Linked DNA regions of Gossypium hirsutum: region 1 is linked to region 2. A link is a contact called in public Hi-C data. All regions are on one chromosome and are shown on one strand. Each heading gives the region's core, a stretch centred on a gene start, on an enhancer-like site or on the middle of the called end of the contact. The rest is flanking DNA. Distances are from core to core; before and after follow the strand shown. Region 1 holds the start of LOC107900433 (auxin-responsive protein SAUR50). Region 2 holds the start of LOC121224487.

The links. Hi-C and Micro-C count contacts between places; a contact is called where the count stands out from the background.
Region 1: a contact with region 2 is called in a Hi-C map of leaf, with 1.9 times the contacts expected there. The contact joins the promoter of LOC107900433 here to the promoter of LOC121224487 in region 2. A contact is called at or near these places in 3 of 34 Hi-C or Micro-C datasets (leaf, petal and seedling).

The regions. Positions count from the first base shown.
Region 1 is chrD12:4,315,304-4,318,267 of Gossypium_hirsutum_v2.1, reverse strand. LOC107900433 (auxin-responsive protein SAUR50) reads left to right here and starts at 1,681. Exons shown (of 1, transcript XM_016826031.2): 1 at 1,681-2,431. The coding sequence starts at 1,775. The coding sequence ends at 2,089.
Region 2 is chrD12:4,137,960-4,140,819 of Gossypium_hirsutum_v2.1, reverse strand. It overlaps LOC121224487, which reads right to left and starts at 1,276. Exons shown (of 1, transcript XM_041107897.1): 1 at 182-1,276. The coding sequence starts at 1,276. The coding sequence ends at 182.

The DNA of each region.
Region 1 (2,964 bases), core at 432-2,931, 180 kb before region 2:
TTGGTAGGGGCAGAAGTAACATGGCCTTCACGTGCCGAAGTCATTTTCAACTATAAACAAAAAGGGAAAATGATTTGTCTATCAATTTCTCCTGGCTCATCAGGGTACCGTATTGTTGTAAACAATGATGGGCCTTTTTATATTTTTTCATACATTTCTCTTGCATCCAATCTCATTCACAGAACATGCAAAAGTTCTTTTCATAGATGGCGTTATTTCTCCCTTTTTTCAGCCTGTCAAAATCAAAGTAAAGCAATTTTCACTATGTTTAGGCCATAGGTTTGCAGTACATATGAGGTTGGTGGCCTGTTTTATGGGTTATGGCTTGAGAATAACAAGAAGAGAAGAGAGTGTAGAATGAGACATTAAATCTGAGCCTTAGGAAGATGGTGATGCGCAATTCAAGTGTAAACATTTTGCGTCTAAAACTAAAACTATTAAGTATTTGCACACATTGGAGTAGGACCACATGCAAACCCAGCCCTAATTTGCATTGCACATCCCAACCTGCAGCTTGTCATTTTTATTAAATGTAGCTGCAGCAGTTGCATCCACCAACCAAACCCCAGTTTCTCATCCTTTGCTTCACTTGGATAATTCATTGCCATTAGAAACATGCTCCTTTTGGGTTTTAAGCAAAACCTAAGGGTTTTTATGGCTTAATGCCTGATGAAGATATGACCAACTAAGTCATCACCGACCATGTAATAAACAATGCAACATCGGTCAAAACCTGCAAATCTAGCAGTAAATAACACATGGGTTTCTGCAATTTGAAAGCCGGATATTACTGCGACTCTCAACCAAGTGTTATTTTATTTTATTTTTTAATGTCTCTAAAACTAAGAATCAGCAATCACAAGTCCAAACAATCACAAAATTCCAAACCAACAAAACTGTTGTACTCTATAGTACACGTATTATCGGTCCGTGAGTTCAGGTAGAGAGAGACACACATAAGATGATACAATATAATTATGGGTAAAAATAAGTTTATATTTTGATCACTCAATTTTAAAATTTTATAAGATGATCACTAAATTATTTAAATTTTTTTATTTAAGTTATTAGAATTAAAATCGCTATCGTATTGCCTTATCTGTTCACACCGCTTTCACCAATTGAAAGCTTTCATTCTCTTTTTCTTCTATAGTTCAATTTATTTTCATGAAACAACTTTGAACATTACAAATTTGTGAACTAAAATTCAAACAACTTTCTTCTTCAATCTTTGACTTTGATCGTAATCAACTTAGATTTAATGTATGTTCTTTCACTCATTAATGTGTATTGATCCATTATACTGATTGCCGAATTGCTGCTTAAAGCTCGCTACCCAGACTTTTTAAAAAAAATTAATAGCCCAATGACTTAAATAAAAACTTTTGAATTGTTCAGTGATTATTTTATAACTTTTTGAAGTTGAGTGACTAAAACGTAAACTTACTAATAGTTTAGATACTTTGGGTGTAATTTACCCTATAATTAAACGGAATTAGAAAGATTACAAATCAGGGCGAAAAAGAAGAGGCTTGCAGACATTTTTTTTTATAATTTATTTATGTGTCTTATTTGTATTTTATAATCTAAATATATAGATAACACCCGTGGTACTTCCTTCTGTAGCTAGCTTTGCCCCCACAGTCGCACATGATCCCTCGGCCCCCCCCCCCCTCCTTTCTCTTCCACATGATCTCTCTTGTTAAATAAATACCGCTTTATCTCCTCCCCCCCTCTCAACCCTCCATTTCTCGCTTGCAGTGCCGCAGCAACAATGGCTATGAGAAAGTCGTCCAAACTGCCACAAACTGCTGTTCTGAAGCAAATTCTGAAGAGATGTTCAAGCTTAGGCAAGAAACATGGGTACGGCGAAGATGGACTCCCTCTTGACGTTCCCAAAGGTCATTTCGCCGTTTATGTTGGCGAAAACCGAAGCAGATACATTGTCCCTATCACCTTCTTGACTCACCCTGAATTCCAATGCTTGCTTCAACGAGCTGAAGAAGAGTTTGGTTTTAACCACGATATGGGCCTTACCATCCCTTGTGAAGAAGTCGTTTTTCGCTCTCTCACTTCTATGCTTCGATAAACATTGATTAATGTCGTCAAACGATGGGGCTTGGCTTGGAGAATGATGGCCAAAAAGAAGCTTTCTAGCTTCTCTTTTTTTAACGTCCTTCTCTTCACCCCTCTTATTAGGCTTTACTATTTTGAACCCATTAACTTGGGTTTTTTTTTGTGCGTGTTTAAGTAGTTAGTAGTGAATCTAACTTAGCCCAAGAATTATAAACTTTTTCTGGGTTTAGATGAATTTGTACAAATTAAGTTTGTTTCCTCACAGACAGATGGTGGATTAATCTTAACCCATGTGTGAGAGATGTTGAATGTTATGGAAAGCAAGAAGATATATAAATCAACCTATTTAACTTCACAACCTCCATCTCTCCTTTCTTTATTTCATCCCACAGTTTAGTTCCCATGCAAATTATGGGATTAGTATCAATAACAATGTCATTTGTACGATCTGAATCCTAGTCTAATCAAGTGAAGGACATACAAGGGAAAGAAAACATGAGAGTGTGAATGTGCTTCCACACTCGACAGCAACATGTGTTGTCAGAGAATGTGGGTACCTAAGCAAGTACGGATCACAAGGTTCGCTTTAGGACTGAAAAAAATAATTTTATATATATATATAAAAAAAAACAATTTGAACCTTGATCAAATAATAATATTGTGGATTTGATTTTAGAAAATCAAAATATTACATATCACAAATAATTTTTTTCAAATTAAATCAAAATAATCCCTACTTTTATTCTCTAATTTGTGAAAGTCTTTTAAGTTAATTAATAATTACTTAATCCTATATTAATTCATAAATTTGATAAATATTCATAGGAGATTACTCTTATTAAATAAATCTCAAAATCAGATACATGTAAGGCAAATACCACAATTATG
Region 2 (2,860 bases), core at 27-2,526:
ATTGCTTCCATACGCTTTTCACTTACTTTAGTCTCCATTAAGAAGACTAGTTGAGGATTATTTTACTTCAGTAAAAATCGAAGCTTTCGTACTGCCCGTGGACTCCCCAATCCACGGACATTCCAGCATATGATTTTCATTGTGCCCGGTCGGCTTGCCCATTGGCAGCCGCCGATCATGTCTAGTTGAAAAATTCCATTTGCAAATTAGTTTCATTCTCCGTGATTAGATCCTGTCCACCATGTCTCGCCCTTTTTGGATTCTCTTCCTGAGTCTCTTTTGTCCCGTATTCATCTTGTATTAACTCTGCCAATTTCTTTTTTTGCAATATACTATCTGCCTCATGATTTTTCATCATTCCCATTAATTTCATTCTTCTCCAACTAGCTTTCCTGGCTGAATTCAGATTATTGGCATTACTATTTACAGTATCTCCTTCATTGATTCCTTCTTCCTTTCGTATTTCTAAATCTGCAGCAATTGATGCCAACCATGCACCATCTTGGAGTCCTCTCATCATACCACTACTTTGCGCCCTGTACAAATATTCTTCCTGCTCCTTTGTAGTACCTCCAACATACAAGCATTGTGGTTGTAATTTTTTCGATAAAGCATTTAGCTTTAGACTCTCCTTTCCAACCAACGTTGACTCTGCTTTTAATGCTAAAGAGAAAGGTGGATCCTCTTCAATTTGGTTTTTCTCCGCAGGAGTAATTTCTAAGCAATCATGGAGACCATGCCCCAACCTACCACACCCAAAGCAGAAAATCGGCAGCTTTTCATACTTAAAAGGGATCCAGAATTTGTTCACATTCCCTATTGAAACAAAAACACCCCTGCGAAGGGGACTCTGTACATTTAACTTCACTCTAAGTAGACAAAACTCACCTAATATTTCAGATCTAATCACCCCTCCATAAGTGACTCCTATAGCATGCATAAGATCTTTTTTATCAAACTCTGGTAGACACGGCCCAATTTTAATCCAAAACGGAGATGAGACAAGTTGAATTTGATCTCTCATCGTTGGTTTACTCAGTCGATCAAACAGAATTAATTGTTTCCTAAATAACCATGGCTGGCCTTCTGTAATAGTCTCTAAGTCCTCTTCTAATTCAAACTCAATCAAAAAAAGGTTTTGTCCAACCACTTGAATCACGAATTTCTTCCTTGTCTTCCAAATACTCCTCATCTGTGCTTTGAAGCTATCTTGGTTGTAAGATTTCTTTGTCCATATAGAACATATCAGAGAAAAATTTCCGCTTAGCTCCACCATCGAACTTTTGACCGAAAGTTGAATAAGCTCCTCCGTTAATAGGGAGATCTCATCTCCCCCAAACCCCTCGTAACCACCACTCTCTATTATCCCAAGCCGCAGCAGCCACTGTTATCGCTAGGATACCAAGGATAGCACTCTTGGTTTCTAGGGTTTTTTGTATTATTTGTTCATTGAATACTTTTAGAAATTTAAAAGCATGATAAAAATAATTACAACATGATTTGTGCGTTAAATATTTAAAAAAACGTAATTGAAAAACAAGCAAAAATGAATTTTAAAAATATATTTTCAAATATTTTTTAAATACTTTTAAAATTTTTAAAATAACATAATTTTTAAACATAACATTAATTCACGTTTTAAAATTAGTTACTTATTTCAAAAAAATGCAATTACATATTATATATTATACGATGAGAAGATAATTGTATGTTGGTTTGGGTGTATAAATTTATATAGAATAATTTGATTTATATTTCAATTTTAAACATGAGTCCTTCTCACCCCTTGGTCCCAACCGGTTCAACTAATCCACATGATTTTTTTTCCCATCATGTTTACATTAAGCATAAATCTCCCCATTCTTTGTTTTCTTCAAAATAGTACTGCATCGCATTCTTTTTTATATCAACTCTACATTTCCATCTTTATCAAACCCTAGGGTTCTTTTATATATATATATATATATATGTAAAAACAAACTCAGGATTGTCCAACCAAAAAAATATAATTGACCATAAAATATTGTATTTATGGGGCTCAATTAAAGCGGGCACGAGAGTTGAAAAATAGGAGTAATGTGATGGAAAGTTGCTACAAATTTGGATTTCTAAAAAAAATAAATTCAATGCAAATTCTAAATATTATTCAAACATATTATTAACCTATGTATCACATGAGTATGAAATTCAGCATTATTAACAATGAAAACATTTATAATAAAAATTTTAAAATATTATATTATTTTTTTCATTCAATTTTTTTATATAATGTCTAAACTATCCATAAACCTCTTTCACTTGTAAATGCACAAGATAAAACTTGCTTACACATGTTCAACCCTATATGCTCAGTCGACTTAATTTTTTTTATATAGCTATATACTAGAAATTTTATTGTACCGTATTTAGAACACAAGTATACGTTTAAAAAGTATGATTTAAAATTAATAATAATAATGACTATATGTAATACATACAAAATTAAAATAAAAAAATAGTTTAAATTGTAATTTCAACTCAATCAACAACCTTATCAATATATACAAATAATGTAGGAGAAACAATTTATAAAAAAGAAAATCTGAAATAAAACTTGGAAAACTCTTAAAAAAAAAAACATAATATCCAAGTTATACCATAATCTCTAACATTATACTAATACCAAAAATTTCTAATGATATACTCTTTTTTTTTTCTGAGTGCATGGTGGAATTTTGGATTGCAAGGCAGGGGTATGGCAATCTCAATTATTTTTAAATTTTCATTAGCTTTTTAATTTTTTTTTTTAAATTTAATTAGTTTTTCAAAAATTTTGAAAAAATTCATTAAACCTTGTAAGCAGTTTCATTTATTTTTGGTC